5 separate regions of the Mus musculus genome follow, and regions 2, 3, 4 and 5 are each linked to region 1. A link is a contact called in public promoter capture Hi-C data. All regions are on one chromosome and are shown on one strand. The core of a region is the stretch at or near the end of the contact, and the rest is flanking DNA. Distances in the headings are between cores, read along the strand shown.

Region 1 (3,676 bases), core at 690-3,189:
TTAAAATAAGTAAATGTTTTTAAAGTAATTTTTAAAAAATCCAAGCTACAACAGAAATTTATACTTATAGCATTTCTTTTTAGTTAGTACAATTCCTTTTCTTTTGATTTATTTATTTATTATATGTAAGTATGCTGTAGCTGACTTCAGACACTCCAGAAAAGGGAGTCAGATCACGTTAGGGATGGTTGTGAGCCACCATATGGTTGCTGGGATTTGAACTCATGACCTTTGGAAGAGCAGTCAGTGTTCTTACCTGCTGAGCCATCTCACCAGCCCAGTTAGTATGATTCCTACCATACTAGAAAGAACAAACCCAGAACAATTGTTGTTGCCAGAGAGACAATAAGGCAAGCAACCCCTTTTGACCATGCAGTTCTACTCATTGTCTCTTCCTGACTTTTCTTCTCCCCGCATTCAACTCCTTGGCTGTAAGCCTCAAAGTCCTTTTCCTCAACTTAAGTTGCCATATGTCTCAGTCATCTGGCCACCTCATTGGATCTCATGAATTTGTGAAATTCTCCTGTATATGTATGTGATTGAATATTATTTTCTCCTCTTTTTTTAAAATTATTTATTTTTATTTACATGAGTACACTGTAGCTGTCTTCAGACACATACCAGAAGAGGGCATCAGATCTCATTACAGACAGTTGTGAGCCAACCTGTGGTTGCTGGGAATTGAATTCAAGACCCCTGGAGGAGCAAGCAGGCAGCACAAGCAGCCAGTGCTCTTAACAGCTGAGTGAACTCTCCAGCCCCATTTTGTCCTCTTAGTCTATCATACATTAATTTAGCATGGCATAGAGCATAGACGGGTATAGTACAAAAGTTTTCCTTCCTCCTCCTCAATGAATGGAAATTTCCCAAAACATTTTATCAGAAAAAATATTGACTCCCATCTTAGTCATCTTGCATCCCCACTGGATCACTAAATAACAAAGGAAAGAGAGAGAGAGAAAGAGAGAGAGAGAGAGAGGAAAAATGACCCTTAAAATATGATTCTGCCTAGTAAGTTTCGTTCACACACATTCAAAAAAATCAATCTATGTTTTAATTGGACAAAAAAGGATTAATATACTCTATGTGCGTTGAGTTCTACTAGTTGGCATGGACTTAATGTTTCATATCGATAGCATCTATAGAGTCTCATGTCAACACGATGAAAACCTCTTATCTCTGTTACAGATGATATGACTAGGACTTAAAAGTGTAAGCTCTTTTCTTAAAGTTATAAAACAGTGTTAAGAGCAAGTTCTATGTTTTCAACCCAGGCAGTTTAGTTTCAAGTAGCAGGGAAAGCCTGATTTACACGTGTATGCCTGACAAAAACCAAAAGGGTAATGCTAACACCAAAACAAGCTGTTCTGAGGAAATACTCTGTGGGTGATCAAACCTTTCGATTTTCTTTCCTCCCACTACTTTGGTTTTGAGTACCCTTCTTCCTAAAGTCCAAGTTGGCTTCAGTTTAAGTTGACATCCTGACTGGCTGGCAGTCTCTGGAGTTGGAAAGAAATGGGGTGGGGTGGGGAGAAGGGAAGCTGGGTGGAGGAGGAATGGGGAAGGGATGCTAGAGAAGGTAGGAGCAGGGGAGGAGAGAGAGAGAGAGACAGAGACAGAGAGAGAGAGAGAGAGAGAGAGAGACAGAGACAGAGACAGAGAGACAGAGAGACAGAGAGACAGAGAGAGAGAGATACTTCACCCTTTGAAAACAACTTTCTAAAGAAACGAAGTAAAAGCAGGGCTGGGGACAGTGACAAAGGACCTCTCTGATAAGCTTCCCTCGGCCTCCGACCTCCTTCCCGCGGCCCTCCCCACCCCACCCCCGCCCCCCAGCTGCGAAGAGCTTCCAGGAAATGTCCCAGTCACCGCTTCCCCTCCCGGGCTGGGGGCTGGGAGCGGGCGGTCCCCTCCGCCCCTGGCTGCTCCGCCCGCCCGCGCTCGGGCTGGGCCGCGGCAGAGCTGGGAGAGCAGAGCCCGGGCTCGCAGCTTCCCTCGGCCGCCCTAGCGCAGGCACGGTCCCCGCTGCGCCAGCCCTGACCCCCGGCCATCCTCTCAGCAATGAGGGTCCTGAGCGCACGCTTTCGGGTGCTACTGGCCTGCCTCGCCCTGGTGATCCCTGTCTCAGAGACAAACTGTAAGTAATCCATATCTTCAGGCTTCTCTGGTCCCTACATGCCCTGGCTGGTAGGATTGTCTCCTGGACAGCTTGTTGCTTCCTAAATTTCCAGTAAGTCCCCCAGCGTCTCAGAGAGTGGCGGCAGCCTGGATCTGGCGGACTGAGTAAACGTGGGACGAGATCAAAGCTTGCCTTGCTTTGGGAGTCATTGTCCACAGGATTGATGCAAGAAGCTGGGTGATACCAAGTGTCATAGGAATTGGATGAGCATAGTTCTAAACATTGGTAGGAAAACTAAGTCAACCCTCGGTGCCCTCCGATCCCAGCCTGCACCCTCTCTTACAGTTAACCTTCCTTTTGCAATTTCTGGACTTTGTACTTGATTGGCTCGTCTCACATTGACAAACTGTTTGAGGATCACTGCGAGTTTACTTATCATTCCCTAACCTTGGCGTAAGAAGTTGCTGTTGGATATTATCTTGGAGCGAGGATCGTTTTGTACTGAGGATTTTGATTGCTACTGATCTGCGGTGGTGGCACGGATTCTTTGCACCTTATTGTCGTGTTTCTTGATTTTTTTCCCCCTTCTTCCATTCCCAGATTCCAGGGAGCATATTGAGTTTTCTCTTAGGGATATATAAAGAGCAACACAGGTTTGGTACGTTGTAACTGTCAACAAAATTGTTTTCAAAACTTTAAATGTGTTCATAATTAACAGTGCTTTCTTCTGCTCTGTTGGATTCCCAGAAACAGGCATGGGAGAAATAACTGCATAACATTTAGGCGACTAAGAGTATCAAAGAAATCTTTCAAGGATGGTTAATTAAATAGGCGTTTGCTAGAATTTCAATTTTTTATTAAGTAATAAGAAGATGCAGGTATTCTTAAAATTATAACTAACTTAAAGACCAGACTATAACTGATTTGTTTTATATTGAAGATAAACAAGTTACAATTACAAAACTTCAACGGCCAAGCCCCCATAACAAAGCCGCATGTGACTGTATGCTTGCACATGATCTATCTTGTACATTAGGACAATCAAATGTTTTCCGACAGCAGCAGGGCGGTGGCCGGCACGTGCCTCTGATCCAGCCACTTGCTCTCCAGGCAGAGGTCAGCAAATCTCTGAGTTCAAGGCCAGCCTGATCTACAGTTCCAGAACAGCCCAGCTGCCCAGAGAAACCTTGTCTCAAAACAAAGCAAAGCAAAACAAACAAATAAAAACAAAACAAAACAACAACAAAAGACAAAGCAAGAGTTGGTGTTTGGGGAAAGAGCAAGGGACAACAGTGGCTGACTTGCCACCCAGAGACTAGACAAGTTCTTTCTACAAGGACATCACAGAAAGAATATTCAGTACTGTGATGGCAACATCCTGTCTTGTTGCCTGGATGAAAAACCATCTCTGGTTTATGGATGAAGAAACAGACACCTATGTGCTGTTTCTCTTCCCTAAAATTTTGACTTTGTGTTTTGGGGTCTTGCTGGTCGTGCCTTTCATTGTGGTGCTGAGAATTGGATCTGGGAGTTGGTACAAGGTAGGCCAGTGAGCTA
Region 2 (3,676 bases), core at 587-3,086, 3.0 Mb after region 1:
TCACACATTCAGATATCTTCACTCATGCAAACCCGTGAAAAAAATAAATACATTACAAAGAAGAGGTCTTCTGTTAGATTTCTGTACAAATAGGGCTTAAAAGTTACTGCAAGCCAGTAACTTTTAGATTAGTGAGTTGTCCTTCATAAGAAAAAAAAAAAAGTCAAAGCATCAAGGCTCTGTTTGGCTTACTGAGGCTAGATCATTATTGGAATAGGTGTCCTGAAGAATGGATTAGAAGATGTTTGGTTATGGGGCTGGGGAAGTAGTAATAAGCGTCATTCAAGAATCTGAATGAGATAGCTGGACAAACTAGGGCTTACAGTAAGAGATGTAAGCAGAAGTGTAGAGTTTAGGATATACTTACTGAAGGTTAAGACCAGATGCAGGCACTGTGAGGAGAGGGAAGGTTGCGAACTTCCCAGCTATTCCCAGTTCAGCTGGGAGGTGGAGTTTTATTATCTGTGACAGACACCATTAGACAAAGTTCAGATTGGAATGTGGGTGGTGGCTGTTGTTATGACTGTACCTCGCAGAACTGCCTGGAGAGAAGCTGTAACCATGAGCATAGATCACTGGAAAAGGGTCTAACCAGGCTATATCAACTTGGGACAAAGGAGTTATAATCACATAAAGTAAGTTCTACCAGAAAGAGTACAGTTTAAAATCTGAACTACATAAACTCTCTCTCTCTCTCTCTCTTTCTTTTTTTTTTTTTTTTTTTTTTGGTGGGCCTACATAAACTCTTAATAGTCATATTTTAAGACTTGATTGATAAAAATAATGAATGAGTGAAGAAATTCCATTATGGCATAACAAAATACCAAACACAATCTTGGTGTGAGTGTTAGGGGAGATATTGACATGCCCACACACATGAACTGTTCCCCAAAACAGAGGTGGTCCTGGTGGGAGGGCATAATGGCTTCAAAGTATGATCTTTGGTTTGTGTGTGTGTGTGTGTGATTTACTCTATGCAACATTAATGCATTCGACAAAGAAAGAGACATTTCTTTTGAAAAAGACTAGGCCTTTTGGTCCTTACTGAAAATTTTCTGTTTGTCAGACAGGTAAAGGTTGATTGAGTTAGATTTGATGATTTCACTGGAGTATAACTATATTTTTAAAAACAATTTTTTATTTCAATTTGTAGAAGGTTTTAAGCTACATGCATATAAACAAGACATTAAAATGGTAGCCAATTATTTGCTCTTGCTGTATTCAAGCCAGCTTATAAAGGCCAGGAAAGATATATATACATCGCCAGGATGCCAATCCACCAAGATGTGCCTTTTAAGTGAAGATGTTGCAAGGAAACAACTATTGTTAGCCTGTGGGCACTTCAAGGCACTGTTAACTTTCACTTTGGTCTATTTTTAATGGAGGAACTAAGCCCATATTTTTCCCCCGGCCTGTTTTATAACTCTCTTTATTTACACTTGGCTTTCCTCTAATCGGGTTCTAGCACCATCGGAGTTGATGCTCTCTGAAAAAACTCCCAGAACTTGGGCAACTCTGTCCAGGCCGCCAGGTGACTGAGACTGGGTGGGGAACCTTGGAGTTTTGAGGGCGCGGAGCCTCTCGCATACCAATCTCCTCCCACCAGCATCACTGGGCCCGGAGGCGGAGAGGGCTGCAAACTTCGCTCCAATCCGCAGCCGCCCTCCCCAGGGTCCCCCTGCTGGGCGACCCGCCCGCTGTGGACCTGAGTTGATGGAACTTTTCTGATAAACTGCTCCTGAGAGCTGGGGAGGCAAGCACCCCGCCTCCCCACATTCCGGCTACCCTGCCCCCGCCTCCCGGTCCTCGCCCAGCCGCCCGCGCTAGTGATAGGACGAGTCCCGGGCGTGCATTGTGTGTATGCAAAAGCACTGCTGCTCTCCTGGAGCGGCCCTAGCCCGGACTGGGTAGCAGCTGCTGCTGGTACTGCGGAGTACGCTCCTGTCTCGGATGCGGTTGCCTGAGCCTGAGCCCAGCGCTGTCATGCTCCTGCCGCGGGGCGGGCTGCAGCGTCGTCCCGTCGCTATATAAGCGCGAGCAGAGGGGGCACCCGGAGGGGCTGAAAATGAAGGTGCCCGCGCATGGGCCGCCGCTGATTGCCAACCCCTCCCGAGCTCGCTCCCGGCGCGGAGCCCGAGGCCGCCGAGGACCCGCCTTAGCCGCAGTAGCAGCTGGTTCAGCGACGCGGACAGCAGCTGCGGCGGCGGTGGCGGTGGCGCCCCTTGCGCCAGCGCTTAGAGCGGCGGCGGCGACTCCGGGGCCGCCGCTGGCCCCGCTGCCATGAGTTGTGCGGAGGTGATGTATCACCCCCAGCCGTATGGAGCGCCCCAGTATCTGCCCAACCCTGTGGCAGCTGCAACCTGCCCTACAGCCTGCTATCATCCGGCTCCCCAACCTGGCCAGCAGGTGAGTCACCAGCCCGGCAGCCTTCCGGGGGCGGGGACGAGGGGCACCGGGTATCGGTGTCAGGCTCATGCCGTGCCCCGCCGGGTCCCGAGGCGTGAAAGATGCTTTAGGACTTGCTGGGAACCATAGGAAGAAAAAGACACTCCCGGAAGGGCAGAACTGAGCATGGCAGGGCTGGGATCCTTGGAAAGGTTTTACCTGGCCGGGGGCTTATTTGAGCTGTGTCACCTGAACTCAGAGACTCTTGCTCCCAGCTTCGCTGGTCCTTAGGACTCAGTTCCCTGAAGCTCACGAAAGGCATCTGTCTTAGGACTGTGTGAGTAAACTTTTAACTCAAATACTTTGTTTCCTTGGGCAAGTAAAGTATTTCAGCGTTTTCTGGAGTAAGTGGCAGAAGTATGTAACTGAGGTAGCAGAGGGTACCTGAGAAGGGAGCTCACAGAGCTGGGACTGGGACAGTACTGGGACTTTGAGGGTGGAACACTGGTCGGATGTAAGACACATTCAGTGTTCCTAGAATTTATCCATTGCCTTTCTCCCTGCGGCTGTGATTTAGACAGGGATTCTCAAAAGGCTCTTCATTGACTTTCTATTCCTAACAAAGCACAGAGCCTTCTGGTGTTCTTCAGTGGACTTGTGTTTCTTAGCCCAAGGTAGCCAGGAGTATCTGCATGCCTGGGCCCCACCCAGCCAAGAGACTGAAAATGTTGGTAAAAGGGACCTGGAAACTAGATGATAAGGGTAGACACTGGAAGAACTTGCCACTAGGAATTCTTGAGATTACTCTGTGGCCACACAGCAAGTGCAACAAAATTTAGTTAGAGCAATGTTAAAAACAGTAAAACGTGCCTGTGACAAGGGGCTATACTGAATCAGGGATTAGAGTAGGCTAATTCCATTGAAACTTAAAAATACAGCTAGATATAGTTAGAAAATAATGATTAACAGGATTTTCGACTTGTTTTTCATTTCTTAGGAACTGTATGTTTTATTCTGGCCTTCAGGGTTTGACCCTTGGAGCAATCTGATCTTTGAATTTCTATTTTTTCCTTTGCCCCTGTCCCTTTTCTAGAAGTATAGGGCTACTCTTTGGGAAAGAGACTATAACTCTGTATGAGATTTAGTGGCTGTCAGATTCAGCTAACTTTGAAAGGGTACAAGTCCAGGAGTCATCGTTAAACAATCCCATCTTAATGAAGACCAAATGAGACACAAGACAGAAGACCCCACTTCCTTGCTAGTATTTATTACTTACGTTAAAATTAGAAAG
Region 3 (3,676 bases), core at 331-2,830, 2.7 Mb after region 1:
ACACACAATCCAAACTATCATGGTAATGATTAAACAATACTCTCAGGAAATTCCAGAAAACACCCACTTCAGGTAACTGTATTATACCACATAGCAAGTTAGTAGCTAATTCCAGAGGCTGAAAATGGTGCTTCTCAATTAGTAAAAAGTCAACATAGTGAAAACAAAAAACAAAAAAAAAAAACAAAAAACAAAAATTTAAAAAGTCACTCAGAAGAAGCAAAACTGCACTCTGCTGTCTTACAAATGAGGGATAAAATGGCATCCTGTGTGGAAATGAAAGGCCATGTAGCAGGGTAGAGATGGTGTCTTTGTTATCCTCCCCCCAAATCTGGCACTAGAACAGTGAACACAAAGAAATGAAGGAGTTACCCCAACTCAGGGCTGAGCTCTGGGTTTGTACCAATCACAGTCTAGCTGCCCCTGCTCCTTGTGTGGCTGGGCTAGACCCTTCCTTACAAAGGAATGATTATTTGGCTGAAGCAACAGCAACCTGGGCTCGACATGCAATGAAAAGCAATTTTTAGATTACTTGGTGGGAATGTAATACCTGGGACAGCCGCGTATAACATACACACTACAGCACAGCCTGTGAATGCTACCAAACTTGTACATTCCAATACGTCCAGTATTTCCCTCATCACAAGATGGCACTAAGCCACCTGAAACAATGTGTTTTTAAAAACGCGAACTTCTATGAAAATTACACCACCCTCACTTTCGTTGACAGAAGATAACCATAAAGGAAAAATCTGCACTATGCAAAAACTATACCGGGACCCTTCCCTTGGGCTTAGGTTTTTCTGCTGGAGTCTTTCTTACGTGTAACGCTAGGTGTTTGTAAAAATACAGCCAGCCTGGCCCCAAGTTTATTTCCTAAGTGGGCCCGCTGTGACCTCCTGCCTTGTCCCCTAGTAAACACACATCCCTTTCGGATGTCAGGAAGTGCGGCGTCTTCACGGAAGGAGCAGCCAACGAGCAGGGAAAAAAACTACCATGAAATTCATCAACTCGCCAAGTCTAATGACACCCGAGAGCCAGCACTGGTCTGCCTCCCTAGAAAGCTCAGAAATCCTCTCCGGAGTGGGGCGGGCGAGGGTGGGGGGAGAAAAACGAGGGTGGGGTGAGGGCAGTCAGGAGGGCGAGCCGGCCAGGTAAGCCAGTGGAGCCGGAGTCACGCAGCCATGGTCACCTGTGGGGCCTCCGACACGGGCCCACCTCGGGGGACAGCACCCGATCCGAGGCCGGAGCTCCCCAGAGACCCCGGGCGGGTGAGCCTGGCCCCGAACTCACCGTCCACAGTCTTCTTCTTGAAGAGGGAGGCCATGGTGAGCGGCCGCGCCCGGGCGGCCCAGCTCGGCCCGGTTCGGTCCGGCCCGGTTCTGGGAACAGGACCGGTAGAAGGACGGATCCCGGAGAAGCCTGGCAGCGGCGGGAGGAGGAGGACGGGGTCTCCAAGCTCGACCTGCGGCGGGCGTGGCTCCGCGAGGCTCCCGAGAACGCGTCCTGGGTGCTCAGGTGACCGGGAACTAAGACACTTTTTTGGAGAAGTCACTTCTAGGCGGCGCGTGCGCAGTCTGCGAGCACGCCTGCGCACTGCGCCTCTGAAGCCGCAGCGGTGCCCTCACTTCAAAGGCTGCCCGCTCTTCCCTGCTTTCCGTTGCGACCCGTCCGGACCTAGGTTGGCAAGGCTGGCGGCGCGTGAGTCTGCAAGATGCTCGCTTGGTTTCTGTGCTGACCTCGGGCAAGAGTGAAACCTGATCCACGCCTTCCTTGTTGTTCCAGGTTGTTGGAATTAGGGATCCTGGGGATGTGTGGTGGACTGCGGACCTGAGACTGATTGACAGTAGGACTCCCAAGCGATCAATGCAAAGGCCTTAGGGGATGCCCTGCTAGGCTTGTCCCAGGTGATCTTCCCAGACTGCCCTGATGCTACCTGACTCCTGGCTGCCTCTTGCGGGACCCATCTTCACCTACCACCCGGTTTCTGGTGTTTCCACCAGCCTGCTTCTGTCCCTGGGGATCTGGGGTTCAGAGATTGTCCAGGAGAGGAGTGACAAGCGAATTCTAATGCCACACTATTGTTTAATGCTCCTGACTTGGAACAAGAAAGGCTGCTGATACTTGTGTTCTTGCTTAGAACCCAACTTGTTTAGGTGTCACATAAATGCGGAGGAAAAGACACACAGTCACACACCAAAAAATGGCTGCACAGTGAATCTATGAAATTGCTACATAGCACTTGGTTGATATTTAATACCAAAAGTCTCCATACCCTGTAAAAAGGACAGTCATTTAAGTTCTTGACTGTATAAAATAAATATGGAAATCATAATCATTCATGACTATGTATACATCTTCCTGATTAATGTATTATTTCTATTTACAATCATAATTATGTCTTGAACATATTCCCCTGCGAATCCCCTGTTTAGCAGCAATGCCTTTCATGGGATTACAAAGCAAAACAGTGACAGGCAGGGGGAGCATTTAATCCCAGCACTTTGAAGGCAAAAAAGGTAGGCAGATCGCTGTGAGTTCGAGGCCAGACTGATCTACATAGAGAGTTCCAGAATAGTCAAGGCTACACAGACAAACCCAGTCTCGAAACAACTACTACAAAAACAAAGATACCAAAATTGCTGAACCCCGAGATGTGTTATTCAATGGTAGAACTTATGATTATATGTCTGGCCCTGGTTCAATTATTAGTACTTAATAGTAGGAGTAGTAATAGCATTTTTTTCATAGATATGACTTCAAATGCCAGGGTCACTCTAAAACGTTACTATGATTCATTTTAGGATCATAATAATGTTTTTCAAGAATGTTTAAGCTTTGGGGATCGATCATTAGATTTGCTTTTTTTTTAACCTCATAAGATATCAAAACCCATGAGAACACTGATAACCCTGCTGCTACAGCTACTATTAGTGAAACTTAGCCAAGAGTTTGTTAATAAAACTTTTTGAGAACAGCAAGAGTAAGCAAGGTACAGTTATCTCCCTCAAGTTATTTAGTCACTTTTAGGAGGTGAAGTAAACAAGATTAGAATTATAGTGGGGGAGACAGGAACTGTAGCCAGGGTGTGGCTTTTTTTTCATGGAAAAATCATAACAACAACAACAACAACAACAACAAAGCTTGCCCTAGCTGCCCAAAGTAATGAATGTCATAGAGCCGTGCTTGCGATGCATGAGAGGCAATAAGCTGCCAGTGCATAGGGCTCTCCCTCCTCCCTGCCGCAGTCACCCTTGTTTTATTACTCCTAAGCGATCCCCCCCACTGACCCAATTGTAACAGTTGGGAAAATGCCAAGCACTTAGCAGCAACCATATGGAAGACCCTGCAAAAGTGCACAGCGGGAGTTAAAGACAGGGCTTGCTCATTACAATAAAGATAAAATAGAAATATGTACAACCGAAGCTCAGCACTCTAACAGCTTGCTGCTCCCATAGTTTGAAACCGTCTGATATCCACTTGATACGTCTCAGTCTGGCTGGCATCCATTCTATTTAGTTGATGGCCAAACTCAAACTCAACCCAGACATAGTGTGCATATGACTCATTATATAAAGAGTAAGGTCTAGTTAAACACAGCTGAGGGTTAGGGCACTAACAAGCTTTAAGCTGAAACGAGATCTTCTTTATTTTACCTCACCATGGTCGTATACAA
Region 4 (3,676 bases), core at 640-3,139, 2.7 Mb after region 1:
TGCTGGGAAGCAAACCAGGGCCTCCCGAGTGTTAGGCAGTCACTACAACTGAGACACACCCTCAGGCGGACACGTAAACGATTTTTAACAAAAGTGCGTGTCTCCGGTATACTGCCAGGACTTTGAAAATGGAGAAGGACTTCCCGACTGCATGTGCTCTCACTTTTACAAGCCCAGGAAGCCACAGGGCACTCATGCACAACAGCGTCAGTGACAATGGCTGGGCGGAGGCCACTGCCTTTGAGCCACTGTTTCTCTACCACAGTTATGCTTAGAAACTAAAGTTCAATGATATTTTGTGACATAAAAGCATAAGCAGGAGCCCCACTGCCTCTCCTCTGACAGGAACAGGTAGCCGGTGTGACACCACACTGAGACTCTCAAACCACTGTTTTATACTAGCCAGTAAGATTCAAAGCTGTTGAGGCCATTAGGTAATGAAATTATGATACATGGCTTCCCCTCCCGCATCCCTGCCAGAGCCACCCAGGTCCATCCAACTCCACTTCATCTTTCTCTTTGAAAAGAAAAAGAAAAAGAAAACAGAAACAGAAACAAAAACAAAAACAGGTCAATAAAAAAAAGAAAATAGAACCCAACAAACTAATCAACAGAGGGTGAGAGGATAAAAGAACAAGGAAAAAGCTTGAGAATCACAGAGAATCACACACAGAGAGACACACACACAGACACACATATACAAACACAAAACACATAAAAACACAAGTTGGAAGCTATTATAAATAAGCAAGATTAACAACAACAATAACAACAAACCAAAACAAGCCCAGACAATGCGTTATGAAACAAACCCCTCCGCTCTTAGCGCTGTTTTGAATTTCTTCCACAGTCAAGCTTGTGGCCTGTCCTTAAGTGTAGTTTGTAAGGCAGAGACTCCGTTAGAGAAAACTCTTTTCCCCTGCAGGCGGAGGTCAGCTGCAGACATCTTCTTAGCTGGTCATGGGAGAGCTTGTCCACTTCCCTGCTCAGTAGTGGGACCCCATCTGGCTTGGACCTGGGTGAGCCCTGTGCATGCTGCCGTTGGCTCTGTGGGTTATCAGCGGAACATACTTTATATGTTCCCTGCGGTTAAAACACTGACAGAATTTTGAGTCTTGACATGAATATAGTTCTCACTGGTGTCACTTCTGTCTTCACGGTATGTGTGCCTGTGGCCGGAACATGGGACTGCTAGGACCCAAACTTGGTTAAATTCAAAGAGGGGAACACTATACATTTCTTAAACTTACTCATTTCTTCAGTCATTTCCATTTTCATGTTTTCCTTCTGGAAATTCTGCATTGTTTGTAGTGTCTTCTGTGGATCCATTTTCTTGTTGACTGCTTGCATTGTCTTTTAGAAATGAAAAGAACCATGTTAGCAACCCAATTATGAAAGCTGTTCTATAGAGTAAATCTGAAGGCAGCACGTCAAATACAGTTTCCACTAACCTAGTGTTAAGTCCACTCCAAAACCTTGTATATGGGACCTAACAACTGAAATCTGTTTAGCAAGACAGCCTCATTCCCCAGTACAGCTCTATTGGCAGGCTGACTTTTATCTCTTTAAATGTGTATACTGACCCTGAGATAGAACCGTTACATACACTAGTCCCTTATGAGTGTTCCTCTCTGTTCTAAGCAACTTGCATATGCTGAAATTAAAGTTACATGACATTTAAACACAAGAATTTTATGTGTTGGTTCCTTCCTTTTCCCTCCTACTAAACATGAAAAACAGAGTCACAGAAGGTGCAATAACTTGCACAAAGTCACACTATTCTGTGAAATGTTATTTGAGTGTAAGCAAAGTTTTAGAGTTCTGCACACACTACATCTCCTATGAGCTGCCTCTCAAAGAGACTCTTAAAAATCCATGCAGGTTAAGTCCTGGCTTAGCCATTTCAGCTGAACTACTTGAGTATATAAAGAAATACTTGCTGACCAAATAATACATTCTTAAGACACTTAATTAAGACTTCCAATTCAGATACACATACATGGCAAAAGTGCATTAGATTTCATTTCAAGCCTAGTATTTACAGAAAACAGCAAAGTCATTGTTTGCCTAAACACTTGTGTAAAGTTAATAGTCTACATATGTGAGCTTCATATGACCTTGTTCCCAAATTAGTCAGATATTTAGCTCTGTCTGTCTGTAAGACTACAGAGGAGACCAAAATACTTGCTTTTGAGTACTTTCATCAATAACTGAAATGCTCAGTCCATGAAACACTAACAGTTAAAGCTTTGATTGTATACATGCACACGTGTGCACACACAGTGTGTGTATGTATGTATGTATATACATATAATTATAGATACATACACACATTACACTATATATACATATATAGTGTGGTGTGTGTATATACATATAATTATACACTTACACATACACACATATAAATATAAGTTCTTCAGTTCTTGAAATGCAAAAGTTTCGTGTGGTTCTCAACAACATTTACAAGTGAATCAAGAGAAAATTGTTATTCAAAACTTGTCAGAAATAATAGAAAAAAGAAACCACCAACTTTTCTGACAATTTATTGAAAAAAAACAAAAACCCCAAACAACTGAAAACACGATTCTATGTCAATTCCAGATAAACTTTGAAGCTACATGTGAGCTTGGAAAAATGGGAATGTCCTTTTAACACCCCAATCACTAAGCTAGATGCACAATTACTTGGATTGTCTAAACTCACTTTATTTATAGCTAAGATTTTTTATACCCCAAATGTACAAGAAAGTGCATTAAAATCTGGTTTGAATATTAATATTAACATATCCTCGAAAAACAGACACCAAATCTCCCAGTTACCTTTGCAGTGGTAGACATGGCACCGGCCATCTTCATCTGGGAATTCATCACTTTCGTTTGTGTGGACATAGAGGTGACTTTTGAGCTTACAGCGAACGTTCTTGTCTTCTGTTTCCGTAGGTGGACAAGCTGCTTAGCTAAAACCCTGCACGCTTCCTTATTACCAATCTTGGCCATCTTCTTAATTTCTAACTCCTAAGAAGAGGAAAGAAGATAAGGAAATAAAATCAAGGGGCAGTCATCAGAGAGTATCTGGAAACATATATCTAGTAGGCACAACGTCCCTGGGAAGAAGGGTAACTCCAGCGGCTCCAAACGATCACATGGGGGCCCTGGTACCTCATCCTAGAAAAGAAAGTAAGGCTACAAAACAGTACATGTGTATAGTCCAGAGGAAAATATGAAGTGAAAATTTTAAAATAGGTAAGAAAAACAGTACGACAAAGACAATAAGGACTGAGGTAGCAAGGTTAATTAATAATGCAGATAGCTGCATTGAAACATTCCACGTTACACCCTAATTAAAAGGAAACTGTTGGAACATATAAGAGCAAACGTACCGGGCAGGGTAGCACACGCCTTTAATCCCAGCAGAGGCAGGTGGATTTCTGAGTTCGAGGCCAGCCTGGTCTACAAAGTGAGTTCCAGGAGAGCCAGAGCTATACAGAGAAACCCTGTCTTGAAAAACCAAAACCAAACCAAACCAAGCCAAACAAACCAAAAAAAACAAAAAACAAAAACCAAAAAAACAAAACAAAAAACCCAAACAAAAAAAAAAGAGCAAACGTAATTATATGCTATTTCAAAAAAACAAACTTAAACACAAGAGAAAGATGTAAAAAGTAGAAAATACA
Region 5 (3,676 bases), core at 795-3,294, 2.2 Mb before region 1:
TCTGGGTAATTAATACCAATAATCCAAATGAGGGATGCAGTCTGAAGAGAGTGGAATTATAACTGTCACTTATGTGACATGTCAAACTCACAGGGATAACGTTTTTTTTTTTTTTTTTTTTTTTTTTTTTTTTTTTTTTTACCAAAAGAAAAATTGTGATTGCATTTTGTCAGATAAAAAGTAATAAGTAAAACACATCAATAGTATTGCTTATAAACAGGAACATCTGGATAACTATTTCCTTTCTAGATAAAATAATATGGCCATACGCGAGTATAACAAAAGTAAGCCTTCGATGTTTGGCTTGTCTTCCCTCAACCTCCTACCTATCACACACAAAGCACACTATAATCTGACCTCTATTTGTACTTTCAGCTAATGTTCTCTAGAACATTACACATAGATCTTCCATAATAAATGGAAAACGTAACTGATCAACACTGTATTACATTTGAAGTCTGTGTAGAGAGTCTTTGCTAACAGGTGACATATTGGTGATCCTACCGTATCAGTGAGAGCATCCAGCCAGGTACCTGCTGGAAAACTTTTATGGCTGTTTGATACCTAGTGTAAAATCAATCAAGAACATGCAGGTAATGTTTTCTATATCTTTAAACATGCATAGCAGGGATCAAAATAGATACATCTCATGGAAGACTGAGTGGAAGTAAAGAAAATATTCAAATATTTTACATGCTTCTCATCATTTTTTTCCCTCACACAATGTTTGCCTTCCTCTTTCCACTATCCACTGATAAAGTCCTCTAAAAATTGGACAGCAACTAGACTTTATGAATCGATTATTCATAACTTGGAATTTCAGATTTAACACTTGTTTGCCCAGTTCTTTCAGAAGAGAGAAGCACTAACAGCGATCCGTGAGCATCTGTTCTATGGATATTTTCACGAAGTAAATGGTAGAGTTCAGAAACTAAGATAGGGTAAGGTCGACCCATAGTTACTGGAGGAAAACAGGCTGATCATTGGTTACAGGTGTATAGAAAAAAGTCATGACCTTTTTTTTGTAATCTGCTGTGGAAGAGAATCCACACGTTGCCATTTAGTGAAAGATCTCCATGAAGCAGTTAGGTCTGTGCCATGAAGCTTGACCTCCAGTGGAGACTGCGCAAGTGGGAGCAATCAGGCAACTGCCAGGAAGGAACCCAAGTGCTGAGGATGTCTGAGCTTCAGAAAGAATTCAAGAGACTGAAGAGATCAAAGCCCCAGGGGCCCGCTGGACCCGGGTGGTCTAATCAGGGCTCCCTGGAACTCAGAGTGTGGCAAGTCCAGAGGAGCTGACCCAGGGACAAAGTTACCTGCAGTAGTGGACAAGTGTACTCGGGGCACCCTCCTCCAACCCTTCTGTTTGTCCCTTACCTTGGTTGGAGACGTGACTGCAGTCGCCGGTCCAAGCCGTTAGCAGGGGCAAGAAGAAACCAAATTGCAAAAGAAATTCCCGGACTTCGCAGCCCCCCATGGCTCTGGTTGGTTCTCTTCTCCTCCTTAAAAAGAAGTGGCAGCAGCGCAGCCAGGTGTTCCTAGTAGCGTGGGGGTCCTGAACCAAGCTCTCTTCTTCTTCCTCCTCCTCCTCTTCCTCCTCCACCCGGTCCGCAGGGGAAGTCCCGGGGCGCCCCCCGCGCGAGGCCCGGTGCGCAGGGCACGAGGGTCCAGGCTGCCCAGGTGCTGGAGCAGCTGCTTGCGGGGACGATGCTGCCTGCGCCGCCGGGGAGCTCCTGGCGGCTGGAGGCGAGGGGAATTGCATCCACCACCGTGTCCCGCTCGAGCGAGGACTATTCACTTGGGCCCAGGAGAGCGCGCGCGCAAGAGCGAGCTCAGGCTCTAGTTTGGGGGAGGGGATGGTGGACGGGGGAGGGTGGCTCTAGGCCGGTACTGGGGATGGGTAGGGACGTTTGGACGGGTAGTGAAGGTGCAGTTCTGGGGACCCAAGTGCTCTCTGCATCCAAGTGGGCACTTACAGACCCCAGAGCAGAGGAGGCACAGCAGATAGTAAGGGTAGTCTGGGCATCCAGAACTTTCATGTGTCTGGTGTCTGGGAAACCCAGCGACTGAGGCTCAGCGGGATCTCAAGTGGTCCCTGGGAGGGGCGGACTGAGCACTCAGCCTCTTGACTGAGTAGCCTGGGCTGAGTGTCGCCTCGTGACCACCGACTCGGCGGCATCTGCGCCGCCCCCCTCGGCCGTAGCAGCTGTTTATTGGGTATCACGGAAGCTACCTTAGTCCCCCAAGCACTTGCGTCCCCCCTCCCCCATGTAACGATGTGCTCTCAGCTCTGGACACCACCTTTCCCTTGGAGACATTTCTGCTACCAGAAAGGGTGAGGGTTGCAGGTCAGCGCTCCTGGCCCCGGGGCACAGCTTGGCGAAGGTAGTGGTCAGCCCTGACGTGTCTGAGTGCTAGCCTCCCAAACTTGGCCACCGAGGTTTGTGGCCACCTCTCCCGTTCTGAGTCCTTGGAAAGCATAGGGAGAGAAGAGGCTACAGAGAGGAGTCACTGAGCGCTGGAAGTCTACTGGTGCCTGGCGCCTTGGCTTCCCCAAGTCTTAGCATTCCGCATAAGGTGGTGACTTCGCCATGGAGGTCATTAGCATCTTCATAGCAGCTTTGGTGCGGGGCTTCCAGGGGCCTGGATAAGTCTGCCTTTCCGCGGTGGCGTCGGGCTAGAAGCTGGGAGCAGCCCAAGGTCTGAGCAGTGCGTGGTCAAGTCCAAGGCAGCCCGCGGGGGCCGGTGCGCTCTCCTTGCTCCGGATGCCCCTTCTCAATACCCTGTCTCCCAGGTCCGGGCTCTCCTAAGCCGGTTCACTGGCTACTTACTTGGTGGGACCCCGCCCTGGGCCGAGGCACGGGACTAGCTGATGGGAAGTGGTGTTGCCACCTGCAGTCTCCAAGCTGTCGCCCTGCTGCCGGCCGAGAGGGGTGCGTGGAGGGCAGGGCCCTAGAGCTCTGCTGAGCTCGGTGGAGCCGAGCGATCTCCCGTCTGACAGCAGCTGTGGCTCGGGTGCAGCCAATTCGGCGCTAGAGGGGGTTAGTAGACAACAAAAATTCCTCCACTGCTCGCAGGTGGAAGAGCAGGCTAAACCTGCGGAAAAAGCTGAAGGATGCTTTCAGGTTAAACTTACAATGTTTGTTAAGGCGCTTATCACTGGCGTTGGATTTTCTGTAGTGTATTTGTTAACATTATTATCGTTTTCTTTATTGAAGAGGAGCAGATTATCAAGCCTGAGTAAGGCTTTTTTTTCTTTTTCTTTTTCTTTCTTCAATAGCACTAGGAAGGGTTTTTGATGACGCTGGAGAAAAGTGAAGCGAATTTCAGAGGATAATTTTCAGGTGGGTGGAGGGTTCAGGTCGGGAATAGTTGTGACAGGAACCTTAAATGTTGTAGGTCTAGGGTCAACGTTTTACCAGGAATGCTGGAAATGAAAGCAGGGTTTCCTCGGATTTCCGCGCTGCTCAGTGCTGTTTGTGGCTCGGATCCTAGTTTAAGGATTTCAGTCCATGCCTTACAGTCAATCAGAAGGAAAGAGAGAGGAGCAAGGAAAGCTCAGAATCCAAAAGAGTAATGAAACGTGCAAGTGGGAACCACAGGGTAATGACACTTTCTGATTGGTGGCTACTCTCACGCTCATTATGAATTCATACACAGCTTGTTTTCAAAGATG

The links. Promoter capture Hi-C pulls out the DNA fragments that hold promoters and counts their contacts.
Region 2: a promoter capture Hi-C map of liver shows a contact between it and region 1, with 6 times the contacts expected there. The contact joins the promoter of Vgll3 here to the promoter of Pros1 in region 1. A contact is called at or near these places in 8 of 39 promoter capture datasets (the 3T3-L1 cell line, 3T3-L1-derived adipocytes, the C10 cell line and 3 more).
Region 3: a promoter capture Hi-C map of liver shows a contact between it and region 1, with 4 times the contacts expected there. The contact joins the promoter of Chmp2b here to the promoter of Pros1 in region 1. A contact is called at or near these places in 9 of 39 promoter capture datasets (the 3T3-L1 cell line, the C10 cell line, HPC-7-derived erythroid cells and 5 more), 3 of 484 Hi-C or Micro-C datasets (CD4 T cells, cardiomyocytes and hematopoietic stem and progenitor cells), 5 of 115 datasets of contacts at active chromatin or transcription factors (astrocytes, differentiating embryonic stem cells, embryonic forebrain and 2 more) and 1 of 9 other capture datasets (adipose tissue).
Region 4: a contact with region 1 is called in a promoter capture Hi-C map of hippocampal neurons, with 6 times the contacts expected there. The contact joins the enhancer-like site here to the promoter of Pros1 in region 1. A contact is called at or near these places in 9 of 39 promoter capture datasets (the 3T3-L1 cell line, the C10 cell line, HPC-7-derived erythroid cells and 5 more), 1 of 484 Hi-C or Micro-C datasets (CD4 T cells) and 3 of 115 datasets of contacts at active chromatin or transcription factors (astrocytes, large pre-B cells and stem cell-derived neural progenitor cells).
Region 5: a contact with region 1 is called in a promoter capture Hi-C map of hippocampal neurons, with 6 times the contacts expected there. The contact joins the promoter of Epha6 here to the promoter of Pros1 in region 1. A contact is called at or near these places in 2 of 39 promoter capture datasets (hippocampal neurons and second pharyngeal arch cranial neural crest).

The regions. Positions count from the first base shown.
Region 1 is chr16:62,852,368-62,856,043 of GRCm38.p6, forward strand. Pros1 (protein S (alpha)) reads left to right here and starts at 1,940. Exons shown (of 15, transcript NM_011173.3): 1 at 1,940-2,137. The coding sequence starts at 2,062.
Region 2 is chr16:65,813,353-65,817,028 of GRCm38.p6, forward strand. It overlaps Vgll3 (vestigial like family member 3), which reads left to right and starts at 1,837. Exons shown (of 4, transcript NM_001368760.1): 1 at 1,837-2,406. The coding sequence starts at 2,281.
Region 3 is chr16:65,561,182-65,564,857 of GRCm38.p6, forward strand. It overlaps Chmp2b (charged multivesicular body protein 2B), which reads right to left and starts at 1,581. Exons shown (of 6, transcript NM_026879.3): 1 at 1,294-1,581. The coding sequence starts at 1,327. Gm36457 (predicted gene, 36457) reads left to right here and starts at 1,627. Exons shown (of 2, transcript NR_166048.1): 1 at 1,627-1,681; 2 at 1,786-2,338.
Region 4 is chr16:65,544,027-65,547,702 of GRCm38.p6, forward strand. It overlaps Chmp2b (charged multivesicular body protein 2B), which reads right to left. Exons shown (of 6, transcript NM_026879.3): 3 at 2,823-3,017; 4 at 1,251-1,353. Among named protein-coding and RNA genes, the nearest start is that of Chmp2b, 17 kb to the right of the region's middle. Within about 2 kb of position 1,890, at least 6 of the 459 cell types and tissues checked have an H3K27ac peak or open chromatin away from gene starts, as enhancers often do.
Region 5 is chr16:60,603,487-60,607,162 of GRCm38.p6, forward strand. Epha6 (Eph receptor A6) reads right to left here and starts at 2,045. Exons shown (of 18, transcript NM_007938.2): 1 at 1,378-2,045. The coding sequence starts at 1,762. Gm9017 (a long non-coding RNA gene) reads left to right here and starts at 3,230. Exons shown (of 3, transcript XR_384917.4): 1 at 3,230-3,344.